Regions from separate parts of the Mus musculus genome. Here region 1 is linked to region 2. The links are chromatin contacts, called in public HiCAR-type maps. All regions are on one chromosome and are shown on one strand. The core of a region is the stretch at or near the end of the contact, and the rest is flanking DNA. Distances in the headings are between cores, read along the strand shown.

What was found. HiCAR-type assays count read pairs that join an accessible place to other places.
Region 1: a contact with region 2 is called in a HiCAR-type map of fibro-adipogenic progenitors, with 5 times the contacts expected there. The contact joins the promoter of 1110019D14Rik here to the promoter of Thsd7a in region 2. A contact is called at or near these places in 1 of 39 promoter capture datasets (hippocampal neurons) and 1 of 115 datasets of contacts at active chromatin or transcription factors (fibro-adipogenic progenitors).

The regions. Positions count from the first base shown.
Region 1 is chr6:13,867,186-13,873,283 of GRCm38.p6, reverse strand. It overlaps 1110019D14Rik (RIKEN cDNA 1110019D14 gene), which reads right to left and starts at 1,715. Exons shown (of 3, transcript NR_045995.1): 1 at 1,657-1,715. It overlaps 2610001J05Rik (RIKEN cDNA 2610001J05 gene), which reads left to right and starts at 1,766. Exons shown (of 3, transcript NM_001352887.1): 1 at 1,766-1,845; 2 at 2,138-2,228; 3 at 2,544-5,549. The coding sequence starts at 2,573. The coding sequence ends at 2,752.
Region 2 is chr6:12,747,157-12,753,274 of GRCm38.p6, reverse strand. Thsd7a (thrombospondin, type I, domain containing 7A) reads left to right here and starts at 4,022. Exons shown (of 28, transcript NM_001164805.1): 1 at 4,022-4,478. The coding sequence starts at 4,322.

The DNA.
Region 1 (6,098 bases), core at 466-2,965, 1.1 Mb before region 2:
AAAACAAATTAGCTTTTGTATTAAACAGTCGAGCATTAAATGTGCATGGAATGGAAAGAGTATGTGAGTGGTGGAACCCCCTCAGAGGTAAGGAGAGTAGTTCTGAGATTTGCATCTTGACAAGTAACCTGAAAGTTTGTCTAGTATGGTGGAACCGTTGTTTTAAAGTAAAGGAATAAATTACTATTAAAAGAAAAACAGACTAGTTAGAATAGAATGAGGAAAAAATAGAATTATAATAGCCTCTAACCTAAAAGTGCTGTTGTAAAAGCATTTCCTTGGATTTCCAATACGGAGAGAACCTAATTAGCAAAATGCAACAGATTTCAGTTTAAAACTATATTTGAGCCCAAAATATCCCTACACCAATTTGTACCACGGTTTTACAGATAGACCAAGTCATTAGTTAATTTCTAACTACAATAATTGAAAAGATGAACATTTTTACCATGCATAGACTCTGCAAACTTAAAGCTTAAGCAAGACACTTTACAGACTCAGGAACAGAAAAGTGTACAAGCACTAACTTTAGTCTGCAGACTTCCACTAGCTGAAACAAATACATAAGGAAAAATAAAACCTCCCAAATGAAAACACTGGAATGTAGGAGGATATTTTGGAAGTCATAAAAGCAAGAGGTCCTATTCCAAAACTAATTGATAGGAAAGATACAAAGCCAAAAGCAACATAAGACAAGTGCAATTAGAGTGAATTTGTTAAAATAATTAACTTTAGAAAAACAACACTGTCAATCTATCAGACACAACTTGCTTTAATGTGTTCACCACCTCTGTGAAGCTCCTGTAAAATCTTGGCACATTTATTTCATCAAATTATTGTTCCTAGCTAATGTCGCTGAAGTTCCTGCCAAACGTCTTTTGGGAAGCAGAAGTATAAATCATTACCGTCAGAGAGATACAACTGTGTTTAAAAGGAGAACCAACAACACAAGAATACAAGCTGATTATAGACACTCAACTGAGTGTGCCCACAGTATTCGCATGATTTTTATCAGGACAAGTCCGGGCACCTCTAACTCAGCACCGTGAGTAACTTACAATGAGAAGATGACAAATTGTCAGTAAGTATGAAAGTGCTCGGGCCAGAAGGAACATTTAGTATGGATATCCCAGGTAACAAGACTTCAAGAACTTTTCAAAGTTAATGCTTACAGATGCATGTGAATAATACTTATAATGGTTTTGAGTACTAAACTTGGCATCTTAAAATATTGGGAGGCTGTGGAGAGTGAACATTCTGAAAAAGACAAGAATTCGAATCGGAAAAGATCTGTGTATAGGGCTGAAACCATATTTTCTAAACCTGATTTGCACCACAAATGATTCAATATTTTCCAAACTTTCTGATTAAATGTGCTTATTTTCCCCGTTAGTTTTAAAAAATTAGCAAATGTCATTAGGCACATTTGGAAAATGATAACGGGGATTTTCTGCTGCAGAAATGTTGGAAGGCCCCAGGTTTGAAACATTCCCAAACAGATGGCTTCCCTCAGCTACCCTCTCCCACGGTTACTTCCTTATTTCAGAGTACTAACAAGACATATTCATGCGGCTAGAATTCCTTTACAGGGCAGAAAACACGTATTGTTGTTTCGTTAGTCCTACGAATTCACTAAACCTTTTCTTGAACACTCACCCTCTCTTTAACAGTAAAACCAGAGGGCAAACTTGTGAAACCCGAACAACAAGCAGCCTGTGGTCTATCCCTCAGTCAGGGATCCCAGAGCGCGCTGTGCATGACGGGAGTAGGCAGCAGGGCTTGTGGGAAATGTAGTCTGGCGACACCGCCCTGCTCTCCATTCCTGTAATGGCTGCTTTCGGTCCGGTAAGGTACAAACTCCGCTCCCGGGGATTCCAGGATTGATTCTCCTAGTGTACTTGCACAACCCAACAAATTTGCACCCTCCCAGGGCGAAGGAATTCCAGATCTTTATGTTAGATCTTGGGATGAATTTGCTTCTCGGCTTGGTTTCATTTAGCAATCTGTGTGTGAGAACTAACTTTAAATCTAGTAGTCTCTTTTTGAAGGAACTGTTAGGGAGTGTTTTCTGTACTCGTTACCAATTTCTGTCCTTGCTGTTCGTTTCTCACTGACTCTAGCTTCCTCTTTAAAATAGGCTGTGTCACGAGTAACCTCTTAGCCTCAGCATCCGGAAGTTCCAAAGAGAATATTTCACGTTGGGTAGAATTACTTATACCCTTGTTTCGGTAAGTCTTATTAATTCCTTACAACTTCACAGAGTCACGTGTTGTGTTGAATTTTCTAGATAAGAGACATGCTAATAAAATGTGACTTTTACCTGTTAGGGTATTTTATTTGGCAAGTATCTTATGCATTTTTCCCTCTCTTTTCTAATGATAACCTAAAATGACTGTCTTTAGTTTTGTCATCTTAAACTGACATCTGAAATGATTCACAAATTCCAGTCTAAAAGATTGTTTTATATTAATATTGTCATTCAAAAAAAAAAAAATAAGGCTTTTTTTTTTAACAGTTTCTTTTGTTCGGTGTTTAACTTCTAGGCAAGTTCAGCCCTCCAGATCCTAGCATCATGAATTCAGTTTCAACGCAATTGATCTTAGTCCTCGCTTCGCTGCTTTTGATCCTGCCTGTTGTTGAAGCAGTGGAAGCTGGAGACGCGATTGCACTCTTATTAGGTGTGGTTCTCAGCATTACCGGCATCTGTGCTTGCTTGGGGATATACGCAAGAAAGCGAAATGGACAGATGTGACTCTGAAGGACTCTTCTGAATTAGACTGCACCCTGACCAGTGTGCTGAAAACCATTGTTCTGTTGAGGCCGACCCCAAGATTTGATCTCTCCCGTTCTCAGCAAGAGGGTTACAGTTAGCTGAGAGTTAACACTCTCAGTTAAGAGATGCTTTCACGTTCATACTTGTTTCTTCTACAATGGGGGCAGATGGGAGTGGAGGGCAGATGGGAGTGGAGGGCGGCTCTTAACAACAAAGAGTGCACTAATAATGTGGCCCATAACTTGTATTTGCTGCTTGGGAAGGGGCCAAAGTGAGAGGGCTTAAGTTTGCAAAAGTATTATTTCATACTTTCAAGTTGTCAGAGCACATGGAATTGGAAGATGGAAGTATTTGTTCAGAATCTAGTAAATCTATATTGTTATAATCACTGCCTCTTGCATTCTGGGGATCTCTCTCTCTCACTCTCACTCTCACTCTCTCAGAGAACCGGTTGGGGTGGGTTTTGGATTTGTTTTATTGTTGTTACTGGTTTTCTTTTTTTTTAATGCTTCTGTTTTTATCTCGCAAGTTGATATTGTACTTAGATCTTAGCCAAAAACTTTTATCTCTGAGAAAAAGTTTAATAAAAATGTACTAAACATATCTAATACTAAAATAGAGAAAATATTTGTTAAAAGATAACTTTACATTGAGTATCTTCTCCTTGTGAGATGTATTGTATCAAATACATAGCCATTATGCCATCAGTTCACCTATTGTTTTGGTCTGCTTGTATCTATGAGCTAATTATTTATAATCTGAGTGAAAAGGGACTGGTTATGTTACCTTAAAGGATCACCATGGGCAAGAAATGGGCATCTTTGAGATAGACGAGGATTCTGATAGAAAATCCACAAATAGGAAAGGAAGTGTTTTGATTTGTACACCAGCTAAAAAGGTGTACCCTCTTTGCCCTAGTAATTCCAAGAGTCCCCAAACCAATAGATTACAGAGATTTTTAATTCACATTTTTGGGCCCAGGACAAATATTCTGGCTAGAATTTAAATTAGAATGTTATAGTTTCAAGAAAAACTACTCAAACTGTTAGTACCCAAGAGTCACTTCAGGTCCTTTTGTTCCAAACAGAACTTTTAATTCTGTCTGTATTGCATAGAAGTTGAGAAAGTGGAACCTGAAGACCCAAGCTTGGCAAGGATCTTCAGGCCTTTGTTTGATTCTGAAGAATGAAATAGTCTCAGTAAGTCAAAGTAGTCTATGTTCTCAAAGTAGATAATCCAGCTGTTCCCCAAAATGCCTTGTCCAGTCTCACTCTCCAGATGCCCTTACAGGCCTTGGCTTTTGTCAGGAAGCAGGCTGTGGCCAATAAAATTTAGTGTGCAGACCCTTTCCCCACTGAACTGATGTGGCATGCCTGAGAGTTCCAGTTAACAGTAAGAAGTAGTAAGGAATGCTTACATTATAAAGACATGGAAACCAAATGGGTTTACTGGTTTTTTTTTGGAAGGTATTTTATCTTTTCACCAGAGAAAAGGCTAACAGTCTTTGTTTGGGTAAATTGGCATTTAATAAAACGTGTTCATGCATGCTTAGGAAAAAAAAGAACATGCAGGTGGCAGGACAGCTGTCATCTTTTGTCCACCAGCTCATTGGAGCAGATTTAGAAAGGAAGCCTTCTCTTCCTTGCCAGTCTCAACTTCTCTGGGATGGGGAAAATCTAACGTAAAGCCCATTATAAGCCGAAGTCATTTAATCACCTCCTGTTTTCCTACAGGAAAACAGTCTTTACTGACAGTGTGTTTCCAAAACTACTCCAAAGAATGTTTTCAACAATGGCCATTTCTTATTTTATCCTTAAAAGCAGAGGTAGAGGGATATGCTTTCTAAACATTTTAGCTTCACTGGGCCAAGGAGATGACTCAGTGGATAAAGGCGAATTCCTTTACTGATGACCTACCTGAGCTGGATCCTCAGCATCCACATCAAGGAAGAAAAGAACCAACTCCCACAGCCGACAACACCCTGACCACCATACGTGTTCCCAACATCTCACATATACACTAAATAATTAGTGCTTAATAGAATTAAAAGTGAGAAGGGAGGAGCTTCATTTCTTACTTAGACGATAAGATTTTGCTTAAACACAAAAACCTGGGCTGGACAGATGGCTCCATTGATAACAATGCTTCCTGTACAAGCATGAAGATCTAACACCCCTATAAAACCTGGGCAGCAGCACATGGGTTAAAATCTCCACCCCAGGGATAGAGACAGGTGTGTCCCTGGGCCTTCCTGCCCAGCCACTAGCCACTGCACTGAGTTTCAGATTCATGGAGAAGCCCTGCTCTCAAAAATAAGCCTGAGTGAGGAATAGGTTCGGTGCTCTGTCCTTCTTATGTGCACACTCATACTGTGCGCACACACAAACACACACACACACAAAGTCTTAGGGTGGATCTTAACCACCAGCTCCTTTGAGAATCTGATAAATACTTTTGATTATTATTTTTCCCTAACTAAATATCCACACATGCTCACATCTTCAGATTAGTTCACAAAACTTGCAGAGCTAAAACCCATCTAGGAATCGACAGTTAAGAATCTCTGGTTTGCTTGTTCATTTGTTCCCCAAGTTCAAATTCTTTCCAATTGCACAGTTCATTACATTGCTTGCAGAGAGAACAGCGGTAGGATTGACAGGTGTCCCTCGGGTGCCTGGCCCAGAGTCTGATGTATGATAAATGGTCTGCTAGTTAGATGGGCTGAGTTTAGTTTTGAAAGCCAGAAACAGTCAATAAAGAATTTAAGGTCTTTGTCAATATTTTTTATTTCTGCCCCATAGCTTTCAGGGCTTTAATTTTACTCTTCAGCAGGTAAAATGTATCGTGTATTGGCCTGGGCATCTTTAGTTCATTCTAGATGGGATTTTCTAAGTTCTTAAATTTAGAAGATTTTTGATGTTCTTGTTGTTGTTTTGTTTGTTTGTTTTATTTTTTATTAGATATTTTCTTTATTTACATTTCAAATGTTATCCCCTTTCCTGGTTTCCCCTCTGAAAATCCACTATCCCCTCCCTAACTATCTGATTACCAACCCACCCACTCCAGCTTCCTGGCCCTGGCATTCCCCTATACTGGGGCATAGAACCTTCACAGGACCAAGGGCCTCTCCTCCCATTGATGACTCACTAGGCTATCCTCTGCTACATATGCAGCTAGAGCCAGGAGTCCCACCATGTGTTTTCTTTGGTTGGTGGTTTAGTCCCAGGGAGTCCCAGGGGTACTGGTTAGTTCATATTATGCTGGGGACAGCATACAATGACTGGGACTTCCTGCAGTAGGCCATGATGGAGACACCTCAGAAGCC
Region 2 (6,118 bases), core at 2,773-5,272:
TACCAGGCATCAGATACTCTATGCATCTAAGACCAACTGTGAAAAATCCATTCTCAAAGTTTGAAGGATCCAAAATAAAACCATGGTACTTTCACAAGATGCACAAAATAAGATCTCCTTTGCTTCTAAAAGACTTAGTTATTGTCTTAGTTAGGGTTTTACTGCTGTGAACAGACACCATGACAAAGATAACTCAGGTTCAGAGATTCAGTCTACTATCTTCGATGGGAGAATGGCAGTGTCCAGGCAGGAATGGTGCAGGAGCAGCTGATAATTCTACCTCTTCAGCTGAAAACCTTAGGGAGAAGATTGGCTCCCACATGGTTAGGAGGAGGGTCTCAAAGCATACCCTCGACAGTGACACATTTCATCCAATAAGGCCATACCTCCAATTAGTGTCAGGCATATTCCCTAGGCCAAGCATATTCAAGCCACCACAATTATTAATAACATGGAGAATATATAACAAAATTTTTCTGTAAAACTTTTCAATTTAGAATCTTCCCTGCTCTCACAGTATAAAACTCCAAATCAGAAAACCAGTTAGTCAACCAACCAATCACAAGCCAACATAGTACATTGTTTATAAGTAAGAAGGAATCAGAAGGAAAATTGAGGATGGATACCACTCAAAATTTAGGAGGTAAGTTGTGTAGTTACTTACCACAGAAATCAAATATGAAATGTTTGGTACTTTGTAATTTGATGGGTGTAGCAGAGAAAGATTGATGGGAAAAAGCCTAAAATAAATTTTGTTGAACACAAATCTTGGTTAAGTATGACACCTAGAGGATGCATAAATAGAATTCCTTTGAGTTTTGGTTGTTGTTGAAATTAAGTTGCTATTATGTGGAGAAATACAGCTAATATTTTTATTTCAGAATAAGCATTTTATATATTCCTCTATATAATATTTTATCAAAAATAATTTTCCCTATTGAATCACTTAATTACATTAATAAAATTATATTAAAATAAATCCTTTTCCATCAAATAAATAATTTTTATAATTGCCTTAACATATAGATTCTAATCACAGAGATTCATTATCCCATTCATGAAAAGTACTTTATATGCTTCTTTCCTAATATATAGAGATAGATAGATAGATAGATAGATAGATAGATAGATAGATAGATAGATATAGATATATTTATGAGTGTACATATCATCATATAGTAGAGTTTTGAAATGATAGCACAGAAGCAATGGACAATTAAGGTTGCCAATTAGGTTAGAATTGTGCCATTTCTAAGTAACTTACATTTATCCTCTGTTGGTTTGGAAGACTTTTATAGTCCTGGGTCATTAATACTTGAACAGTTCATGAAAAATGATGAACGACTTACTTCATGACAGGTTATACAGATGGTCAATTTAATCTTCATCCTTGAGACTTCTCTAGATTGTATTTTGCCATCATACCATTAAACATTTGTGTATTATTCATATCATTTTAGAAAACAAAGGTTGGTATTTCTTACTATCTCTGGCCATTCATCAGGTTTATTGATACAGTTTATTCAAGTGAGTAGTACTTCTTTTTTTCTCTCACCAGGATGTGTATCTGAATGTATACATCACTTTGTCTTTTCAGAGACCCAAATAATTTTGTCCTCAAGTGCAGTAATGACACTGTTATGAACAGAAATGTGGCCTTGGTGGAGTCAAATGTTCCCATGACTGAGTTCCTGTAACACTGTTTAGAGATGATTCCACTTGTTCGGAACATTTGTTCATGTGTATGTGAAGGGTGTCTGTGCGGGTCTCCTAAGCTTGGTTTACGTTTCCATTAAATATAAGAGCCAACCCAGGACAAATTTCAAACCCACAACATGCACAACATGTTATCCTTCTTGTGTGTTTTAAATGACAACAGGTGTAGATTTAGAAGTTAGCCTTGATATTAGAGTTGTCATGTTTAGTCTCTGGAATGGATAAGTAATTATTATACAATCCTGGATACATAAGAAAAATCAATTATTATTATTATTATTATTATTATTATTATTATTATTATTATTATTACTTACACTAAGATATGGAGTGTGACATCTGATGGCTTTTGGGAGGTAGGTGGTCAACTTGCAAATTAACGAATTTACCTTCTTCCACCCTCCGTATTCTGTTATACACGGAGCCTCCACCTGGTAAATTGACTTGGGGCTTATGGAGAACACTATGAATGGGCATTAATAACGCAGAATCTACAATTCCATTCACGGTTGAAGACCTTCAGGGATGAGCACTAACGACAACTGAGAAATACAAATAGAAGGGAAAGGAAGAGGCTTCCATGCAGAGTGGTATTGCATGGAGGAGCCATTTCTGAAGGACAGAACCTAGGAGGCAATGGCAGGTCTTTTTCTTCTTTGGCAGTGTGAATATTGAAGGACTTGCTCCTTCAGGGGGGTATACATTAGTTAGGACCAGCCTGCCTTTGTATCCCTATCAACCTATAATCTTTTGATCACTGCCTATTTTTCACCAGTGTAGAAACAGTAAGCCACAGTGGCTTATCGCCTCTAATCACAAGCCCAGGGCCAGGACTCTCTGAGCTTTTAATTCCCTCTTAGAGGCCTAACAGAGTGAAAAGTAAACAAAGACCAAATTTGCAACCGTGAATGCAGCTAATTTCCTCTGATGTCAGAATACTTAAACAGGCAGGACCTGGGAATTATTTGATCAAACCTGCTTTTAATCTAATGCATGCAGAAGGGTTATGTCTGGAAAGCTCAGCAAAATGACACACATCTCCAGGGAGCCTTCTGGAAGGAAGCTTTCCTCCCTAAGAAACTGTAGCTTTCTCATTTCAGACTCATGGGTTATTGGGTCCTTGGGGGTGAAGTCACTAAGAGAAGTTTTTCTGCCTTTTAAATTGTATTGTATTTGGTGTAAGACAGGCAACCAAATGACCATAGTTATCCTTAGCTTTTGGTTGCTGGGGAATTTTGGTGTTGTTGTTGTTTTGCTTTGTTTTAATTGGCTAACTGCCTTGATACTATTTAAGCGTTACAAGGAAATGAATTAATAATAAAAGACTGTTATTGTGAGTGGGGGAAAAAAGGGACAAAGCTTTATCTGACTGCACACATTCTTCTGTTAGGCCTGATCTAATAAAATAGAGAACAAAAGGTACAAGCCATGTGGTTTCTTGTTTTGGTTGTGAAAAAGCACTTAAAAGAATTAGTATTTGTCTCAGGAATGAAATTTAAGTAGAAATAGTTATTAACTGGGTGGAAGCCAACTGCTGCTACTGACTCATTTGCGGCTTAATTTTTATCCCCACCTCTGGTCCTTAGTAGTGCGTTTTCAATAGTGATGGAAGAGAAAGGAATGGAACTTTTATGCACTTCATCATTAAAACAGAATATACTGGCAGTGTTTGTACATTCTTATTCATGCAATTAGACAGCGTCGTGCACACTTTTAAGTACGAAGTCGCTTTCAAAGGCAGTTACAAGACAATGTGTTGACTTTGACACATATTAACCACGGTCACATTGTTACTGAGGATGGGCTGAAGTTAAAAAAATAACAAAAACAAAAAACAAAAAACACGGAAGTGCTCAAGTTCCTTTTGATAGTGAGCCCTGGTCTGTTCCCTATCAGGTTCATAAGTACCGCTCTTCTCATAAAGTAATTCAGAAGGCACGGCGGCTTCAGAATAAATGACCAAGGCTGATGCTTTGTGTAAATATGCAGGGAGAATAACACGCCACTAGATCAGCATTTGACTCCTTGGGTGACGATGAATTTCAATGTCAGTTATTCGTCATCCTGAAGCCTGCCCCGTGATGATGCCTTTTATTGGTGTATCCTTGTGAACATATTTCAGCGCACCATGTGCCGGGGAGTTCTCGGGGCGGGCGCGTGGGGTCTGGGTGCTGGCCCTGTGCCCTCGCTGCCCCCCGCCGGTGGTCCCCTCGGGTCCCCTTGGCTCTTCTCAGCTCTCTCTTCTCCCCTCCCTTCCCTACAGCTGGCGGCGGGGGCTGCTCCTCTCAGAGCTCTGGGCCGGCTCTGTCAGCTGGGGCCCCCTGCGGCCGGCTGTGTCCCTCGCCGCTAGGACCTGCCAGTCTGCGCGCCATGGCAGCGGCGGCAGCATCCCCGCCAGCATCCCCGCCAGCCAGCGGCGGCGGCGGTGGCGTCCACGGCCGCCGCTGATGCTATTGTTCCCTAGTGTTAGTTGCTCTTTGGCTGCTTTTCATCTGGAGCGAACAATAGAAGCAGGGAGAGCTTTGCTTTCTCTACTGGTGGAGAAGGAAAGACCGTCCCCTGCGAGAGTGGTGCGGCTCCGGAGGCTGGAGCGGCTGCGGACAGCATGGGGTTGCGAGCCGGGCGCCTGGCGTCCCCGAGCCGGGGCGTCCTGCAGCTGCTGCGGTTGCCACTGCTCTTGCTACTCCTGCTGAGCTCTGGCGCCCGCGGGGCTGCGGCGCAGGGAGACACCGAGGTGCCCACCCTCTATCTGTGGAAGACCGGTAAGTGGGACAGAGTTGTCCTTTGCTCTATCTCCAGATCTGGGACTATGATCCGGAGCGAGCTAAGGGCTCCTGAAGGAGCCTCTGTGTTTCCAACTGGTCCTGATTATGCCAGGATCCCCAGGTCAAAAGTATGATCCCTGCAAGCGAATTAGGTCATGTCCTATGCCATTAGGAAAGAACAACATAACTAAGAGGCAACAGTGAGTCACTGGGTGATTGTTTCTCTAGCCGCTCGGCAGTGAATGAGGGCAGCGCTGTACTTTCATTACAAAGTGAAGTGCTTTTAAAATCTGGGTTTCCAGTCTTAGACTTTCTAAAATGACATTCTAGCAATATACAGGTAGACAGTTCTTTTTTTTTTTTTTTTTAATGCGGTGTTTTGGCAAACACACACACACACACACACACACACACAGAGAGAGAGAGAGAGAGAGAGAGAGAGAGATTTAAATGTATTAAGCATAGCTTTGTGGTGTGTGGGACACCAGGGTCAAGCCCTGTGCAGGCAGCTCTAACAGGGAAAACTGGATAGTGCAATTTGTAACGAGTGATTCAAAGTGATCTTTTACGCCGTGGAGTGATTAACATGGAGGTTTAGAAACTTTTCTTTCCGGGAAAGAAGTCTTTTCGCTTTGTTTTTTTGACAAAACAAGAAAAGTAGCAACTCACTGCTCCTCAGACTCTCCCGGCAAAGCGCTGTAGAAGCAGAACACACAGGGAAACAACAAAACCTTAGAGCTCCAGGCTCCCCTCTCTGCTGAGGGTGGGTGGATGCTCTCCAACCACTATGGAAGACGGAATTCCTGAGCCTACCAGAAACTTCACACACTCACCGGAGACAAGTGGAGGAGCTATTCTCCTCGCTTATAGCTGAGGATGACTTGAGAGTTCCTGAGTGATGCCAAATATCAAGATAGGAACAAGATAGAAAGAAAAAGTGTCCAGATCACAGTCCAGGCAGAGTGGGTCTTCTGGCTTCAGTCCTCCGACCGACCTGCTGAGGAGGCAGATCCATTTACGCCAGAATCACACCGATGACTAAAGGTTTAAAGAAGGTTCATACATCCAAGCAACGTGGTGAGGCATTGAACAGAAAATCACTTAAAGACAAAACACCCTTTACCTTGGAGAATCGCATAATATACTAATGCACTCTTGTACACGCGCAAATACAGGCACAGATTAGTCAAAGCAAAGTCATTCTTGCGAACTTGGTAAGACTTTAAAGATCAGCTACTTAGGGGACTAAAGACAAAAGTCAAATTCGTTTGATTTTAAACAAAGAATTGAAAGTGTGTTTTATTTTTTCTATTCTAAATTTATAGTAGTTGGTAGTACTTGGAAATTTAGAAAGAGCTTCTCGGGGCAACAGAGCTGGGCTAGTTGAAATTTGTACTATCAAAGGAACATGAGCCAAGTAGCAATTCAGACGGAAAAGAACATAGAGATCCTGTGCTGTGCTGCCTTTGAGGTACCAATACATGTCAATATTAATGTCATAGCCGGAATACAAGCCAATTAGACCTTGATTCCAGCACCAGGTTCAGTTGTAGCCTGCTCTAAGAATAGTTCGACGGTGTTCTCACCCCTCCATCAGTAGCTGCCTACTGTGTGATTGTACTTGCCTTTGACTATCC